Regions from separate parts of the Ovis aries genome. Here region 1 is linked to region 2. The links are chromatin contacts, called in public Hi-C maps. All regions are on one chromosome and are shown on one strand. Each heading gives the region's core, a stretch centred on a gene start, on an enhancer-like site or on the middle of the called end of the contact. The rest is flanking DNA. Distances are from core to core; before and after follow the strand shown.

Evidence for each region. Hi-C and Micro-C count contacts between places; a contact is called where the count stands out from the background.
Region 1: a contact with region 2 is called in a Hi-C map of skin fibroblasts, with 1.8 times the contacts expected there. The contact joins the promoter of ASAP1 here to the enhancer-like site in region 2. A contact is called at or near these places in 3 of 16 Hi-C or Micro-C datasets (liver, skin fibroblasts and tail adipose tissue).

Annotation. Positions count from the first base shown.
Region 1 is chr9:23,346,211-23,350,031 of ARS-UI_Ramb_v3.0, forward strand. ASAP1 (ArfGAP with SH3 domain, ankyrin repeat and PH domain 1) reads left to right here and starts at 2,215. Exons shown (of 30, transcript XM_060393356.1): 1 at 2,215-2,543. It overlaps LOC114116486 (sterile alpha motif domain-containing protein 1-like), which reads left to right and starts at 1,909. Exons shown (of 1, transcript XM_027973492.1): 1 at 1,909-2,547. The coding sequence starts at 1,909. The coding sequence ends at 2,547.
Region 2 is chr9:23,146,801-23,150,791 of ARS-UI_Ramb_v3.0, forward strand. No RefSeq gene overlaps it. Among named protein-coding and RNA genes, the nearest start is that of TRNAC-ACA, 190 kb to the left of the region's middle. Within about 2 kb of position 2,036, at least 3 of the 54 cell types and tissues checked have an H3K27ac peak or open chromatin away from gene starts, as enhancers often do.

The DNA.
Region 1 (3,821 bases), core at 965-3,464, 200 kb after region 2:
TCAATAAATGCAGTCCTTTCCTTTCCCTCCAACTCAGAGTTTGCCTTCTAACTTAGGAGGGGACTCACTGAGCAAGTGTAGAATGTGATATATTCTTTAAATGAATGGAAGTGCTACAGGAGCACAAAGGAAGGTGCAATTAACTAGGACTGTATCAATGAGATTGCAGTTAACTTGTCTGACAGTCTTAATTACTTAGAGTTTTAACTTTCCTGAACCATTAATAGAGGTGTCTGACACTTCTTCCATTACACTGGGCTTTCCTATTTGAAAGCCTCCTGGTGGCTCAGAGGGTAACGAATCTGCCTGCAATGGAGGAGATTCGGGTTAGATCCCTGGGTTGGGAAGGTTCCCTGGAGAAGGGAATGGCTACCCATTCCAATATTCATACCTGGAGAACTCCATGGACTGAGAAGCCTGGTGGGCTACGGTATATGAGGTTGCAAAGAGTTGTACATGAGGTTGCAAAGAGTTGTACATGACTGAGACTAACGCGCCCTTTTTCAAGGGCTATAAAGCAATGAAACAGGGCATGTGATGTGCAGGAGAGGTAGGGGTGGGAGAGGTGAGTGTCAAAGTCAAGTAGATCCAATGGTTGGGGAAAGCTCCCTTTGAGGACTTGACTTCTGAACTATGAGCCGAGTGCCACGAACAGTCAAGCAGAGATTCTTCCAGGCAGAAGGAAAAGCAGGTGCAAAGGGTTGGGGGCAGGACCCTGGACTCCCAGGGCCAAACCAAGAGCTTGTCCCACTGCTTCTGGCCACTGATAAAGGAGTTGCAGAAAAGAGACAAAATGGGCCTAAAACTGATGTCTGGTCCTTACTCGAGGTTTGAGGAGCTGATATCCAACTTCCAGTCCCTGGCAGACTCATTTCAAGTTTGGTTTTCACTCATGGGCATGTTGATCCCTCTTCAAAGTCAGACTGGGTTTCAAAGGAATTTGAAACACTTACAGCAAAACCACCAAGCTGCATCCTCCAGGTAGAAAAACCCCAAATGCGGCATTTCCGTGGGAAACCACAATGAATCACTCCCACTGGCCCACCTAGTCCAGGCCCGACTGCATGGAGATTTACTTTGGTTTTCTCAAACTTCCTAATACCTCTTCAGACTTTTTAACAAACCCCCGCAGTGTCCTGAGTCTCAGGTTAAGAGCAAAATACCAAATTCTGTAGCGTTTGCGGAGTTTCAGATTTCACCAGAAGGGATTCTGCCATAGCTGCTAAGCTTTTCCTCTGCAGACAGCAGTTGCTGAAATGCTGCAAAGAAAAAAAAAATCAGTAGGTGATAAGGATGGAAATGAAGTTTGGAGGCTTTTTAAGTAGGTATAGATAATGCACAGCACACACTCCATCAATTAAAACCCTCGCCTCTCTGACGTCTGTTGTAGTAAAGACAATCATGGTTATCATTTATTCGAGCATTTACAATGTGTCAGTCCTGGTCTAAACGTTTGGTTTCCAAATCAAACCTATGAGGGCAGTATGACCACCTCATTTCACATTTCATCAATCCGAGGCTCAGTGAAGTAAAGTGACTTACCCAAGGTAACCCAGTTGGAAAAAAGACAAAGCGTGGATTCCAACCCAGGTCAGGGTCCAAAGTTCATACTACGACTGTCCATACTATTTGTATACTATCCTGACCTGGAAAGGTCCTGTCCCCCTGGCACTGGAAAAGACATGAGGAAATTAGCAACGCGGAAGCAGTGAAAGGGGTGGGAGGGTGGCAGTCAGGTAAAGTCATTTATTTTACGAAAAATAGGGGAAACGGCCAGGAGATTTCAAGTTCATTCTCTGTAGGATGGGAGAGAGGCCAAGGTCCTTTCCTGGTGTTGGGGGACTTAGAAAGGCACCTCCCAAGGCCAAGGTTTTATGGGGACAAATCCGATCCCTTCTACATCTGAGCATGGAGGAGGCAGGCCACCGCGAGTGTGGGGCCGAAGAGGCAGGAGGCCCGACCGGCCCAGCTCGCACGCCGGAGTCGTGGGGTCGGAGACCCAGCTGGTCGGCTGCCGGGTGTCCAGCCGCCGCGCTCTCCGCGCGATGTCGGGGAGCCCGCCGGCCCCCCACTCCCCTCCTGCGTGCCGGCGGGCCAAGGGTTAAGCGAGGCGGGAGCCCCCGGCGCGGGGCGGCCCCGGGACCGGGAATGCTTAGTCAGGATTCCGATTTCCTGTCGAAGTGTTTGGATTTCCTGGAGCCCGCGCCCTCCGCCGCCGAGCGGGATCGTCCGAGCCGCGCGCGTCGCTGCGGCCTCCTCCCCTCGGCACATGGTCGCCCGCCCCTTCCTGCGCCGCGCTCGGCTCCCGCGCCTCGCCGCCGTCGCCGCCACCGCGGGCGGGCTCTCTGCGCTCGGGCAGCCCCCGGCCCGCGCCTCCCGCCCCGCCGGCTGCTCCCGCCGCCGCCGCCGCCGCCTCCTGCTTTCTGCTGCGACAGCCGCGATCGGCCGGCCGAAGAGAGCCGGGGCGCAGGCGTCTGCGCCGCCGCCAGGGAGCCGCTGCCGAACCCGCGATGGAATAATGCCCAGCGGCCCGCCCGGTCCCGGTGAGTTGCGGGGCGCTCGGGCTGGCTCGGCGGGGCCGCGCGGGGGTCTCGTCGGAGCTCCCTTGCTCGGCTCCCGCGCGGAGAGGCGCCGGCACGGGGGCGGCGGGCGGGTCCCGGCTCTGTTCGCGCTGGGGAGCTGGCCGTGGGCTTCGCAGGGCCGGGCTCGGCCGTCTGGGGGGCTGAGGGTCTGCACCCCCGAGGCGCGGGGGTGGGGAGGGTGGGACCGCCCGTGGGGGGTTTGGCGCGCCCTCCCGAAGAGGGGTCCAGGCCCCGCCGATCGGGCGCCCTCCCGAACGACCGCGGCATTGTCTCGGGCGCGGCGGAGGAAAGTTCCCCGCCGTTTCTGGAGCCGGCGGCCCGGCCCCCGGCCTCAGGCCCCCGGCCCCCGGCTGGGACTCGGCGCTGCCAGGCAGGCCCTAGACCACTTGGCTTACAGCGAACGAAACTAAAGAGAAAAATTTTAAAAATCCATTCGGGGCTTGGGGTTTGTTCCCGGGAAGCCAAGAAAGTGGCTTGTGTTTTTCTCCTTGTACCATTTGGAGACCTGCTGCATTTTCTGAGAGCGACGTGAAGTTTCAAAGAAAAAAAAAAAAAAAAAAGAAAGAAACTCTCTGGCGTCTGGTATTCTGCGGTTTCATACATCCCGAGTGTTCTTCCCGGGCATTCCTAAAGCGGTTTCCTTCAATAATTAATTTTTCCACTAGCGCAGGCGGATGGAGGGCTAACTTCAGACCATCCTCAGCGTGACCTCAGCTTTACCCTCACTAATCAGAGAGAGCAGGAACTTTCTCCCACTCTTCCCCGTAGACTCGGTCAGGTTGTCTTGGCACATTGGATCCTGGAATGACAGCCGGGCACGGATTGCTGAGTAATGTTCGGGATTGTAAAACATAGTTCAGTGTTGAGGCCAGTTTTGTCTGTCCATCAGAGTGCAGCCCAGGGCTTTCCCGTATTTCAGTTGGAGATTCACCTTATAACAGTTAGATCTTAGATGCAGATCTTCTGGAAGCGTCAAATTTCAACAGTTTGGGGAGAAACAGGACGTTTGAGAGCAGTTGTTGCTGCCCCTTATTATTCCTGCAGCAGAAGAGGTGACTGGGACTTATGGAAAGTCACATGGCCAGGGCTCAGACTCCCTGACCAGTGCTCCTTACACTGTCAATTTCTGGTCTGTGTCAGCCATTAAGTTTGGAAATATGTCTTCTTGGCATTGTAACTTTCATCATTTTTAGTGCCTTCTCTTGTTTTGTCTTATGTTATTGCTGCTATTTCTGAGAT
Region 2 (3,991 bases), core at 786-3,285:
AAATTGTATTATTTGTTCTCTGCGAATTAAGCCAACAAATATTTCCTGAGCATCTCCTATGCACCAGGCAAAGGGCTGGAAACATGGGACAAGGTAAAAAGAAGAGCAGGATTGTCTACAGCACTGAGGAAGCATCCAGGGAGGACCAGGAAGGCTTCTCCTGGGAGGTGACTTGTTAATTGAGCCCAGGGAGGTTGGCCTCGCCTGATGAGTGGAGGGCGGTGAGGCAGAGGGAGGGGGACTTGGAGAGGCGTGAGAGAGGCAGGAAAATAATCCAGATGGAAAGGGGTGTGAATAGCAACATCCTATTCAGAAGACAGGTGAGAACGTGATAGGGCAAGGGTCCAGAAAAGCAAGTAGCGCTGCGTTTGCCAGGACAGCTTGAACACTGTGGGTGGTAGAAATCACCTAAGGCTTTCAAGCGAAGGATAAGCCTCTACTGGTGATATCTAGAGAGGTCCCTCTAAACACTCCAGAGGGTGGACTGCCGGGGGCGGGGCGGGGGAGAGAGTTGGAGAGGCCAGTTAGGGGGTGTTTGTCCTGCCTCAAGGGGCCCACAGTGACCTTGACAATGAGGATGGAAAAAAAAGGTGCAGATGCAAGGATCTACAGGAAGCCAGTAGAATGCAAAAGAGAGCAGATGCCTGAGTGACTCTGTTTTCTAGCCCTGGAAGAGGAAGGAGAAGGCAGAGGAAGGGAGAAGACAAACCCGACTGTTAAGAGCAGAGACTCGCCCAAACTGGGCCACATGAGTGAATGAACGTTGTGAACTTGACCGGGATAAAGCTAGAGCTTGTACAGCGAAGGACCTCCTTGCCCAGAGAAAGGTTTATCACCTGCCCCAGCTCCTGGGGGGTCACCTCTGAGCCCTTGGAACGTCCCACCTGAAAGTCTTTATTTACCTGGGGGCCTTGGCCCTTGCCTGCTAGTCTGTGCGGATGCTGTAATTTGGGATGGGGGTCCTTGGGTCATGGGGTGCCAACTTGATCTCAGGAAGGAGACTGAGGTCAGCCACATGGCTGTCAAGCATGTGTAGGTGACCAAGGTCACTGTGGGCCACTTGACCCCAATAAGAACTCTGGGAACAAGGCTCAGGGGGGCTCCTCTGGTTCAGAATACTCTGCGAATGTTGCCACATCATAACTGGGAAGGTCAGCGCTGCTCCCAGGAGTCCGCAGGCAGAGGACAGTGAATGTCACGCCTGGGGCTTTTCTGTGCCTCTCCTCTTGGCCGCTTCTGACCACTACCCTTCCGCTGTGGGCTTCCCTGATGGCTCAGTGGTAAAGATCTGCCTGCCAACGTGGGAGACACAGGACACTCGAGTTTGATTCCTGGAGATCCCCTGGAGGAAGAAATGGCAACCCACTCAGTATTCTTGCTTGGGAAATTCCATGAACAAAGGATCCTGAGGGGCAATCGTCCGTGGAGTCGCAAAGACTTTTACACAGCTGAGCCTGAAAACCCACTCTATAACCAGTTCTGTAAGTCACACTGGTTGCCTGTGCTTCCAACGTCCCACCCATAGAAACAAAGAGCTTTACCTGTAGCATCCCTGAAAACTCTACCAGCTCTGACCATCTCTTTACAATCTGAACATAACCGGCCATTTGGCTTCTTGGCATACAATATCTCCCTGTCCCTCCATGCCACTCAGGATTCATTGGATGTGAAGTCACTTGTACCTTTTGTACAATCAAGACCTAGAAGGGAAGATGGCCAAGTTACTGAGGTGGGGAAAAGCTGACCTGATTTACCCAACCATCTCTGCCCGACATTACTTCTCCAACCTTGTGACAAAGACTGCTTCTCTAGCCCAGTGATTTTCTTTGCCTCCAGGTTCACTGAAACAAAAGAATTTTCCTTAGGCTAACTACATCAGGGACGGATTTGGATTCCAGACAGATCTTCCGCACACACATGGCTCCATTTGAAAGACTTGCCTATTGTTTTTGGAAGCCCTAAGAAAATGAAGCATATGTTCAACTTTTTTTTTAATAGTCTCGTGAAAATGAGTCAGTTTATAGTGTGTTTTGAACTGAGTTCTGCATTCCTGTGGGCTTATAGCTCTTGAAACTGGTTAAAACCTACCTCCAGAGGAGTTGAGTAACTTGAGAAATTCTGATGCTGACTTCTTAAAAAAAAAAAAAAAAAAAACCAGAGTCAGTTCCATCCTGACAGACCGCGGGGACCTTCCCAAGCACAGTGCTCTGCCCTTCTCGTGCCCTGTGTCAGTTACTGCTGGGTCAGCTGCAAACAGAGAAGCCAGGGCTCCTCACACATCCCCGTCTCTCTGCGGTCTACCTACCCTAACATACAGCTCCACAACTCCAGGCCGTGTGTGCCCAATGTGCATGTCCCAGAGAAACAGGGCCAGACAGGAGTTACACTATATTGCCTTTTAGGGCCCAGCCTCAGATGCCATGTGGGATCAGTTCAGCCATAATCTTAAAAATTGCTGCCTGCCCTATTGGCAAAAGAAGGATGCCATCAACCACTACCTTCACCCCTGTGGTGAGCAGGAGTGAACTCAGAATGGAAACAAGGGCCGCCACTGCCAAATCATCAACCACTGTTTTTTTTGTTGTTGTTGTTTTTTTAATTAACAGTAATCTTTTGATGTTAAGGGACATAATACATATATATTTAATACATAACACATCATCAAAAATGTTAATTTCCTCTCTTCTTTCCCGTTATTTGTCCAAATCACTAGAAATAGAGTATTTTTCCTAATCTTTACTTTGTTATTTAAGCTCAGTGTTACTGCAAATGTATTTTTGTATTCTGTATTTTATTGAGTACTTGTCATAATGACTTTGTTATAAACATGATTTATAACAAATTCTTCATAAACATAAGTTTCATGGTTGTGCAGCACTCCAGCTAGTAGACATAGGATAACTAATTGCTGTTGGTAATTAGTACATTTCACCTATACTTATATATGTGTGCTAAGTGGCTTCAGTCGTGTCCGACTATTCACAACCCCCTGGGCTATAGCCCCTCAGGCTTCTCTGTCCACGGGACTCTCCAGGCGAGAATACTGGAGTGGATGGCCATGTCCTCCTCCAGGGTATCTTTCAGATGCGGAGATTGAACCAACGCCTCTTACATCTCCTGCATTGACAGGTAGGGTCTTTATCACTAGCGCCACCTGGGAAGCCCATACTTACATAGAGAGAAGAATATTTTGTGAATAAGATTTTCATTTGGGTTATTCATTTTGTATTTTCAGAATAGAAATCATTGCACCAAAGAGTAAAAATGACTTAAAGCCATCGATACATAATGCCAAATTCCTTTCCAGTATTTTATTTTTATATATGTTTCACAATTAAGGTTTTGTTTGTTACTTCTAAAAAATTGTCAGCTGCTTAAGGACAGAAGTTGTATATATACTGTACCCTTCCTCCTGACTGCAGAGTATTTTTAATAAATATTTATGTAATTAATAAAAATTATATCATGTCAAAAAAAGATATCATGTCTATTCACATTCTTATCAGCATGAAAATGCCTATTTATTTCATTACATTCTTTTTATAATCGAATATATGGAATAAACCAAAACTAGAGGGGGAGGAGTTGGTGGATCCAGAAGACAAATTTCTAAATATATGTCATGACCTTTCTAGAAATTCCTGGGCTATTTTGAAACTCATAAGAGCTGGCAGAACCCAAGTTTCTGACTTTTCTTTAAGTATTTTCCCTTCCTAACTTGCATACACATTGGTAAAAGCACATATTTAAAAGTCTTTGACTATTAACAAAAGCAAGAGCTTTCTACAAGATGTTTGTATCAGTCTGTATTGCTGTGTAACAAACAACCTGAAAACTTGGTAACTTTAAAAAGCAACCATTTATTAAGTTCATGATGTTTCAAGTCAATAATGGTTAGCCTCGGCTAAGCTGGGCAGCTCACCTAGTCTAGACCACGCTTACTCACAAATCTGCAGACAGTTACCTTGTCAGCTCCTGGCATGGCTAGAGG